2 separate regions of the Drosophila melanogaster genome follow, and region 2 is linked to region 1. The links are chromatin contacts, called in public Hi-C maps. All regions are on one chromosome and are shown on one strand. The core of a region is the stretch at or near the end of the contact, and the rest is flanking DNA. Distances in the headings are between cores, read along the strand shown.

Region 1 (5,531 bases), core at 1,898-4,397:
GATTTACAATTTTATGCCGAAAAACCGAATAATGTGTGTGCGGTTATAAAAGTCCTTGAGCATAATTATATAAGACTGATGTTACAGTTATTTTTACCCACCGCCTTATCAGCACTCGGCCAGGGAAAGTCGCCTCCAGTTAGCTAATAAGTCGCAGAAATAAATTATCCACATTTCAAGGCGAACCAGCGACTGGCGATACAGGGAACGCGCTTGATATTATAGAAATTCGCAAATATATATGCTGAGAGGCGCGGACTTGATATAAAAAGCATCCATTCATGAATATAGGACCAAGTTCTAATTGGCTCCGCGGCGGAAGCCTGCTATCTCCACCAGTCGATATGGGGCTACGGACACCGCCTTGGTTTGGGTGAACTCCAATTAGCATGGCGATGACCCATTTAGTACAGCTTCCGTCTATGGGACAGGGGCGCTTCTCCCGCTGTCGCTCTCGATGCTAGAACGTCTCCCTTATCATCGGTCAGTTCCGCTGCCACTCTATATCGGTATCCTAAACGCCTAAGTATGTGGGTGAAGGGTGGTAGCAACGGCCACAGCGGCAGCAGTGGGATCAACAGGAAGTCGGATAGTGGATTGTTTTATATAAACAGTATATAATAGAGAACTATAGATTACAAGGCGATAACAAGGCAGATTTGGCAGCGCGTACAAACTAGAAACCTGGATCCCAGTCCGTTTGCTGGGCCTCCATTTTGGTGGTGTAGCACTGCAGTATATCGCCGGCCTGGGGCAGCACCTTGGTGTCTCTGAAGCGTAGTCCGCACTCCACGTCCTTCTTGATAGTATCCACTTCGTTCTTCAGATGTCGCATTGACTCCAGGGGGCCATCGTAGACAACCTCTCCATCACGCAAGAGGCGGAACTTTTGGGCCTTTTTCAGCACTCCCTTCGTGCAACGACAGCCCGCCACGGGAACTTCCTTGCGACCCTCATTGATGAGGAAGTTTTGCAGGACATTGGCCTCGCCCAGAACCTCCTCTACTTCCACTGGAGGCAACTTACTGCTGAGTTGCTCCTTCAGATCGTCGATTAGCCGGTAGATGATGTTGTAGCTTCGTATGTTCACTTCTTTGGCAGCCTTCAGCTGGGGAGTCTCCACTGCGAAGGCATAGATAATGGCATGGAAAGCCTTGGCCAGCTCGAGATCGCCCTCGGTCACATTTCCCACGCCATAGTGAACGATATCCAGGCGGCAGCTCTCGTTGCTGTTATAGGTCTCCAGCACATCAAGTATGGCCTCCACAGAGCCATGCACATCGCCCTTGATAATGACACTGACCCGAGGCTTGCCCTCGTTTTCATCCACCTGTTTGACCCGCTGGCCACCGCGCATCCGGAAGCGTCCGGCCAGTCGACGGGCTTCTCGCTCAGCTCTATACTTGGCCTGGTGCTCCTCCTCCTTCTTGCGGATTTCATCACTGCTCGACTCGATCTTTTCCTGCTGCGACTCGTGTTCGCGGTACTTCAGCACGGCGTGGGCTTTTTTCTAATCGCAAAGATGACACTTATTATTGTATTATGAATATAAATGAAATGCTGCACTAAATCTACCTCCGTTTCCACCTCGAGTATGAGATCACCAGCAAGAGGCAGCTCGCGCCAGCCCAGAATTTCCACTGGTGTGCCCGGTGGGGCTTCGCTCAAAGGCTGGCCATTGTGATCGAAGAGACCTCGCACCTTGGCGTGAGCTAAGCCACTTAGCAGCACAGAGCCTTTACGAAGAGTTCCGCGGGAGACGATGGCTGTCGATAGTTTGCCACGACGGGGATCAGTCTTTGATTCCACTACAATTCCCTCAACAAGACCAGTGGGATCTGCTTTAAGTCCCATTAGGGTGGCCTGTGTGCTAACAGCCTCGGCCAGAAGCTCGAGGTTGGTGCCCTTAAGGGCTGAGATCGGAATCACTTGTACATCACCACCGTGCTCCTCGAGAGCAAGCCCCATTTGCGCTAGCTCTCGTTTACTTTTTTCCTGAAATGAATGGGGTAATAGGCGTGCTTTTTAAAAACTTGTTTTCTAACTTACAATATTAGCCTCGGGCTTATCAATTTTGTTGAGCGCTACGATAATAGGAACTTGAGCTTCCTTCGCCAGTTGGATGACTTCACGTGTTTGCGCCATTACGCCATCTTCTGCGGCCACCACAAGGACAATAATGTCCGTGGCAACAGCTCCACGAGCTCGCATCGCGCTAAAGGCAGCATGTCCTGGTGTATCCAGGAAAGTGACACGTTCTCCGTTCTCCAAGGTGACGGTAAAGGCGCCTATATGCTGGGTAATCCCGCCAGCCTCGCCGGCAGCAACATCAGCACCTCGCAGGGAATCCAGGAGCGTGGTCTTGCCATGATCCACGTGACCCATTACTGTCACCACAGGCGGACGGGGCTGCAGGAGCTCTGGAGCAGCTGGCGGCCTGGGTGCCACATCGCGTTCCTTCTGCTCATCTGCGTTTGTTTCTTCAGGTGTGGCCACCACCCGTGTTTTGGCACCCAGTTTCTTGGCAATCTCCTGGATGATTTTGAGGTCTGCAAGCTTAAAAGCCGGTTCAATATTGTCAGCGCCCTTGACATATAGCATCGCCTCTTGAACATCATCTGGAAGATAAATGATGATCACAATTACTTTAATATATTAAGATATAACCAGTGAATAGAATGTTTACCCAGTGACCTTTCCAGTTCCTTGGCCAGTTGGGCCACGGTCATGTGCCTCCAGATGTCAGAGGCGCCTCCGCCCGCCGTTTGAAACTTCTTGGGGGAGTACTCTATAATTCTTGGGGATTTCTAAATCAATTAGTGAGTGTGCCCTCTGGGATCAAGGGGATTATTAAGAGATTCAAGTTTTCCGGCTTTGAGATTCACTGGCATAGTGGCTCTAAAACCTACCTTCTCTTCTGCTGTTTTCCGGCGTTTCAACCTGGCGGCGCTCACATGGAATTCTCTTTGAAACGCCAGTGGCAGTTGCCACTGTGTGACTGCTCTGCTGAAGTGGAGAGTATTACCAAGTCGACTTATATTAATGATCCGCAACATTTTTTATAGATGAAATTATATTCTTATAGTTTATGTTTTAGATGTCGCGTAACGCAGCAGCTGACTGATACCAGGGACGGAAATCAAATCAGCTGTTTTACAGCGCCGCTAACCATCGTGTTCGCCGCCTAGAGGGCGTGTTAAGATTAATATACAATTCAGGAAAATGAAAACAAAAATACAAAAAAAAAAAAAAATTGCTAACATAATATGTATAACACTACTTAAGAGAGATTTTAAGAAACACAGAAAAAATTAATTTAATTCAAAATTATACATGTCTTTCCTTTGAAAAAATACGTTAATAAAACACACTTAGGTCTTAAGTTTTAAAATTTTTAATATCTAATTTTAAAAATAATATGCTTCCAACCATCACCGTAATTTTCGCATTTCTACAGTTGCCACTTTAAATTTTACACATTCCGGGAGCTGTCATCCTAATACCATAAATGACCAGAGTTGCCATACTAACTATTAAACATTTGTGTTCGATTAGGGTCGATAATCACATACTTCTCAATAAGTCCGCAAGGTGGCGACGCATTAAAATGTCAAATGAAATGTAGAATGTATGTAAAAGGATTTTGATTTCCAAGTTTAAAGTTTTAACATTGCACCATTCATTAACTAGTCTAAAATTAAAGTATCTGTGTAACTTTTTAAAAAGTAAGTCATATTCTTAACCTAATATAGTACCAACCTATAAATAATACAAAGGCATAGTGAATATAATTAAGCAATGCTATGTTTTCCTTGTTCAAAATCTAAAAATCGTTATTTTAAATTACAGAGCCATAACTAAAAATGTTATTTTACCGCTTCTGCTGAAATGATTTATTTAAATCGTTGCAAATTCTTTAAATTGCCCTTCTAAGCGGCTGCGTGAGTGTCAATCACTGTCATTTGGGGCTGCAAACTCAAACTGGGCTCAAACTGGGAGGAATGGAATAGGAATGGTGATGGGGCTGGGGATAGGAATAGGGATTCTCGGCTCTCGAGGCTCGAGCCCTTCTCGTGACTGACGCTGAATGCCACTTAATTCGGTTTTGAAGCGAGTTGCATGTCAAAATGATTGCTCTTCTGCAAACAGCGCATCTGTGTTTGAATTATGATGGAGCGCGCAAATATTCCAGATGCAAATATTTGCGCAAAACTACACACACGCATGCATAGTGAGGGGCCAGCACACACACACACACGCACACATGCGGCACACAGATACGGGAGTGACTTGAAGAGCTGGCCAGGAGCTACAACAACAGATACACATGCAGGACGCAGGACTCTCAGTTCGGAACTTTGGACTACTAATGGCAAAGCGTGGCAGCGCCAAGCACTTTTGAAAATGTGTAACCGGCACTGACTGACTTTCGCCAGCTGAGAACTGAGAGCTGAGAACTAAGGACCGAGGACCAAGGACTAAGGACGAAGTGCGAAGGACTCAGGACTCGATCCAGGAATCGTTTGGCCGGAGCCAACATTTGTTGGTGGCGGTGGAGCTGCTGCTGTTGCAGACATCCGCTGCCGGAAATACGCTTACAAACGCAACCAGCACGTACAACGCTGCTACAGGGTGTCCTTTCGAGTCCTTCCTGGCAATGGTGCCATATCACCTTCCCACTGCCCCACCATCCCAACCCACCCTATGTTTACTTTGCAGCGCAAGAAGACGGCAGCGACGCAAAGAACTCAAACAAAATATAACTGTTGGAAGAAGCTGATGCAACCAGCGGAATGGAGCTGCAGGGCGCGGGGGCAGCGGGCACAGGAAAAGTTTACAATTTATCTAGTAAAATGTAATTAGGATCCTGGGTGCAGGCGACGAGGCACAGACCCCATCCTTCCCTTCGCTTCCAGGATTTAAGTGCGTGCAACTTTCCTGGCCCTGAGCTGCTCGGCTTAAAGTTCGAGCCATGGAGGATTTAAGTTAGGCAGTACTTGCAAAAAAACTAAAGGAAGACATAAAGTCAGGATTGAAATCATTGATTATGTATGTATATATTATATATGACCAAGGTCAAGAGATGCCTCATGTCTGAATTTAAAATTTAAAATTAAATTTTTAAGACTTGAGTAACTCCTAATTGTATTTTTTTAGTTGTCATTGGAATAGTACAGATTTCTCTCTTTATTAATACAGATAAGTTGCATAAAATATTTGCAAATTTGTAGCTTAATCTATTCGTTTAAGGATATCAATTTAGATTGCTGGACTTTCAGGTGCAGAAAGATAACCGGTAAGCAAACATAAGCTTGCTGTTGGACAAAAATAGTGAGCCACCTTTGGCCGGCTAATCCGTTTCGCATTAAAGCAGCTCCAACCGATGTGTTTGCCCTGGTCGCGTCTTAATTTCGTCACCACACCAGGTAGGCTCACATGTATAGATCCGGTTATTTGCTGAGAAATTGATTTTCGTTAATTTCAGCGAATGTGCGAAAATGGCGTGCTGAAAGCGAGGGTCGCTCGTTCAG
Region 2 (5,185 bases), core at 695-3,194, 90 kb after region 1:
GTTTCTAATTTGTTTGCTTTGGTACTTTCTATTCTCGCTCTTATTACAATCATCACGGTATAAAGCTATCCCTATGACTGTTGTATCTTTAGGATACTGTAATAATTGACATGGATGTATAACTCCGAACTGAAATAGGGTATTACGTTTACAGTTTATAGCCAGCACTTTCAGCTTGCCCCTCTTCCTGGTTTTCCCTTCTGATTCATTGCAGATTCTAGTGAAACTTTAGTGCAATTGTTTTTTGCGTTTTGTGTGTTGTTTGGCTGTTTGCTGATGATGGCGATGCCAGCCAGTGAGCCGGGCAGACGATGCGTCTGCTGACTGTTGCCTTTTGGCGCTTTGCCTCTGCTCTCTGATTAACTCATTCATACATTCTGGCTTTCCAGAGAAAAAGAGAAAAAAAAAACGAAGTAACTGTTTGTGCTGGGGGATTCGAGTGGGTGTGGCATTGTTGAAAGCCTCCCACTTCTGCGCCCAGCCCTTGATTATGATTATTTTCATTTCAAAAAGTTGGCGGCTCAGAAAAAACCGCAGCCCAAGCACAATTCTCTGTGTAGTTGGGCAAAATATTTAAAGTGCGCCGCGAGTTGGTGTAGTATTGCTAACCAAAACACACTCACACCCACAAAGAGGCACCAACCACTCACGCGATTTGTGTACCCTTTGCACAGTGGTACCTGTGTAACCCGAGCTGTTTTGAGATTAAATAAAAAATAATCTGACTTAACTAAGTTAAGAACTGAGAAAAAGTTTTCGAATATGCATTACCCAATTACAAATTTTAACAGAATTTTCTTTTCTAATGTTTTTTGAAAGCCAAATTGTTTTTCCAGATATATACTAATCTCAGGATGTATCTTCAGATGTAAAGGTGTAACTTTTGGATACGATCTAAGGTTTTAAGACGACTTTGTAAGGTTCCACTGTGGCTGGTGTGCGGTTTTTGTTGTTTCTGCTGTTACTTGGCTCGTTTAACTTTGAGCAGCTCTGAATTGCAGCAGCCGGCATGCCGGTTTTTTTTTTTCATTCTTTTTTTCCCTACTGCAACTTTAATTGGACATGGGTTGTTGCTGTTGTTGTCGCCGCTGCTGGCGTTGGCAAACGTGTTTTATTATTTTGGTTAAATTTGGCATTCGTTTCCTACGCGGCTTTCAGTTTGTTATCGTTAGGTGCAAAAGAGTTTTGGGTAACAAAATTCAAACAACTTGATTTACTCACCTCCTGGCTGGTGACCTATGACCTTAGGGAGCAGGCGGTGGTGATAGTGGTGGTGGTGGAAAGGACATCCCCTTTCGCACTGCTTGTTGTTGTCGCAAAATCGAAGCAAATTAAACGATAATTTGTTGTGAGCAAAGTAACACGCACACACACAAGCGCACACGCGAACGCACTACACACAGATACACCAAACACTACCGCTCTCTTTCTCTCCTCTCTCACTTTGTGTATTTTGTTTGTTCTGGCTTTGCTTTGGTTTTGCTTTTCCTCTGACTCTGCTTTTACTTGGCGATGCAAGCAGCGCGACGTTGCAACATCGTTCACATTTCACATTTCCCCCAGCTGAATGCACTTTTATCTCGCTTTTGTTCCACTTCCTCTCTTGTTTTGACTGCGGCAGATGCGGCTCCGCCTTCTGCTTCTTCTTCTGCCACTGCTTATCCTGTTTGTGCTCCCCCTCCCTCTTGGCCTATCGTCGCGTCTTCTTCACACAGCTATCCTGCGTGGGCAAGGATGTCTTGCTCTGCGTTTTCCCTTCCGTTTCGATTGCAGATCCTTTTCGGAGGAAAGTTTCGATCACGCACATTTAACTCGGTATTTTCACAGCGATTCCGTTCGCGTCCCACACTCGACGCGATTTATTTTTCTCAATTTTTTCGACGGCCCAGCCGCATTTTACCATTTCAAGAACCAATCGAATCGAAACGCGCAGGGTGTTTGCTGCAGTTATAACGAAAATCCCCCAAATGCGCAACTGAATGCCCTAAAAAATCCAGATATTCTCCCGAGCTCAAAATCGCGTTCGCAGAGTATTCACACTACTGCGAGCTATCGATAACCGTTTGCACTGGGCCACTAAGCAAGATGTCACACTTCTTTATTTAGGTTTAAAATGTGTTTCAATATTCTAATTAAATGCAAAGAAAAAGAATAAATATCCCGGGGTGCGATCATTTTATAAATAGTCTCCTGTGTAAGCAGTGCTCTATGGTTGGTGTCGAACTCCGCTAGGCGAAGGGCAACTCGGCTAAGGTGGTTTCATTCGCTGTTTGAAAAAGTTAAGCTAAGTTATTTTGAATCTTATAAATTATAAATTATCTTATCTTAAATTATCTTATAAACAACGACTTTTTTTTCGTATTTGGACATTAATGTTGACAAATTGTAGATTTGTATTAAATGTAGTTCGTAATATTCAGTTTTTTTGTATGTATCTACATTTAAACAGAATTTCCCCAATGTTTCCCGTTTTAGCAATGACACACTCCATATTTTATTTGACTAACCAGGTGTAGGGCTTAAATTCTAGCAGTGATTGTAAAAATTTGTACAGAAGCATATCGCTTAAATCACAGAGTTCTTTGAAAGCGTAGTAAAGATAGTGTAAAATATAAAATATATTCGCTTGTAGTTGACCGAATGTCGTATGGTGATGGTGTCGCCATCTAGGAGTTATTTTTTTTGTTTAAGATGTGGGGGCCCGAATCTTATCATAGATTCCCGTCAGCTTTATCTGCCGATCCACACTCGATCAGCTTGGTGTTACCGTCTGTTGTATGGCGTCACATCCAGGCGACATAGAAGTGCATAGGATGCACAGCAGCAGCCGCCGTCTTAGGAATAACGGAGTAATGATATACTAGATTCGTTGAAAACTAAGTAACACTACATAATCCGACTATATAATCTTTTATAATTTCTATCGGCTTGATAAAAAAAAACTTTTCATAATTTCCATCGGTTTGATAAAAAAAACTTCTTGCCACTCTAACACCAAAAACCTCCCATTTTTCTCATTATATGTAGTCTCCAATATCTATCGATATGCCAGAAAAATAATGAAATGTAGCGTTCTTACTTTCACTGGCAGCATTCACCAATTAATAAATTAACGTTTCCGTACCTTAAAAGTTGTTTTAAAAAATTGAAACATATTTAATTTCCTTAACGGTATAGCGATAAGAGAATATAACGGCTCTCTTAATGGCAAGACATTCCGGATGGTCTGAACAGTTTGTGTGTAGCTATCGTTGGCTGCTAAACAGTCATGATAACCCTATTAAAACCAATTCATAAATGGCTCTGCTTCTGCCTAATTGCAATAATCGTAATTCTCGGCATCAAAACCCAAAATGCAAATACTAAGCCCAGAGTTTCAGAAGTCACAGGATCGGATGACACAAATTCCGACATTCCTCCTGCTGAAGAAGATCGAAATGTACAGGATGTAGTCCGGCCCGCATATTTTGTGGAGTCCGCCAAGTGCAAGATCCCGTATGTTGATCCCTTCGCCTCAGATGCAATGGCCATTTTCCACCCCGAGCATTTTGAGACCTGCTCAAACGAAACCGCCCTGGTTACTCCGATCTATGACATCAGTCGGCAGCGATATGTACTCTTCATCAATGAGTCGTTAGCCTCCATTATTCTCAACTCCAATGGGGGGGAGTACAATTGCTATTATCAGGAGATAACGCGGGACCGTAAGCACGACAGTTATGATAAGTAATATCTTGCTTGATTTGTTGCTTAGAACCAACTCCCTATTAATTTCATACTTTTCAGGATGGAGCGAAAATACTTCTCTCAGAACTACGAGGTGCCGCTCCATGTTGAGGGCCTGATCTTGACCTGCCATCGTCTTGGCAACGAGTCGGATATTTTGCAGAGCGATGCGTATAACCTCATTCAATACAGGCCACCACCCAAAGGACTCTCGCTGAAACCGTCCAAGAGGAAGCCAAGTGTCCTTATGTTCGGCATAGACAGCCTTTCGCGGATCAATTTGCGTAGAACTATGCCGAAGGTCTATAAGTTCCTAACGAGGGACGGGTGGTTCGAGCAGCAAGGATACAATAAGGTGGGTAAAGAAAGCGGGATTTATAAACGAGGACTAAATATTTTATCATGTGCAGATAGGCGACAACACCTTCCCCAATCTGTTGGCCATTTTGACAGGCTACAATCCAGAGTCGGCCATTAAGAAGGTGTGCAACTGGCACGAGGATGGGTGCCTAGATAGGACCCCTTTTATATGGCACTACTTCCGGAATGCCAGCTATCTCACAGCCTATGCTGAGGATGAGGCAGGCATTAATACATTCAACTATTGGAAACCGGGTTTCCTGGAGCAGCCCACCGACTTCTACTTAAGGCCCTTGCAGAAGGCCATTGAATCGGGCCTGAACACCTGGAAATGCAGTGACTGCTCGATGAAGTACTGTATCGGCCGGCGGATCACGAGCAGTTATGCCTACGACATGGCCAGAAATTTTGCCAACCGTTTCGTGGATGAGCGACCCATTTGGGGTCTGTTCTGGTCAAACAGTTTCAGCCACGACAGCTTCCAAATGCCCTCGAAAATGGAGGACTATGTGCTTCAGTACCTGCTGGACTTCGAGGCCGATGGTGTGTTCGATCAGAGTATTATGGTGTTCCTCTCGGATCATGGCTCACGCTATGGCAGACTCATGTCCCTGCCGAGTGGATTCCTGGAAGAGCGTCTTCCCTCGATGTTTATCTATTTGCCGCCTTGGTTCCGGGCTCAGTATCCGGAATACGCCAGGGCCCTTGAGCTGAATCGGAATCGGCTTACATCCAACTACGATCTGCACAACACCCTGAAACACATCATCGAACTGGGCGGCACTCCAGATGGTCAAACATTGCCCAAAGCGGCCGACTGTCCCAAGTGCCAATCCCTTTTTTATCCCGTCGATGAGACAAGGTCGTGTGAGGATGCCGGAATACCGGAGCACTTCTGCACCTGTGTGCCTTACAAAAGACTGGATACGCAATGGGCAAAGAGCATTGCCCCCAAGGTGATCGGTCGAATCAACGAGTATCTGGCCGGCAGGAATCTGAGTAAGATTTGTTCTGAACTCACGCTCAGCTATATTCACCTGACAGAAATGAAAGTCGAGCTAGACCAGAACTTCCACGACGATGTGCCTCGTGCGGAGTT

The links. A called contact is a pair of places that touch in the nucleus more often than the background predicts.
Region 2: a Hi-C map of the Kc167 cell line shows a contact between it and region 1, with 2.5 times the contacts expected there. The contact joins the promoter of CG10011 here to the promoter of mIF2 in region 1. A contact is called at or near these places in 13 of 107 Hi-C or Micro-C datasets (the Clone 8 cell line, the Kc167 cell line, the OSC cell line and 7 more) and 3 of 6 datasets of contacts at active chromatin or transcription factors (the Kc167 cell line and the S2 cell line).

Annotation. Positions count from the first base shown.
Region 1 is chr3R:28,541,670-28,547,200 of dm6, forward strand. It overlaps mIF2 (mitochondrial translation initiation factor 2), which reads right to left and starts at 3,148. Exons shown (of 5, transcript NM_143364.3): 1 at 2,910-3,148; 2 at 2,687-2,807; 3 at 2,050-2,618; 4 at 1,576-1,995; 5 at 605-1,510. The coding sequence starts at 3,056. The coding sequence ends at 677.
Region 2 is chr3R:28,633,155-28,638,339 of dm6, forward strand. CG10011 reads right to left here and starts at 1,945. Exons shown (of 6, transcript NM_143367.3): 1 at 1,222-1,945. CG9988 reads left to right here and starts at 3,257. Exons shown (of 3, transcript NM_143368.3): 1 at 3,257-3,726; 2 at 3,787-4,081; 3 at 4,137-5,185. The coding sequence starts at 3,269.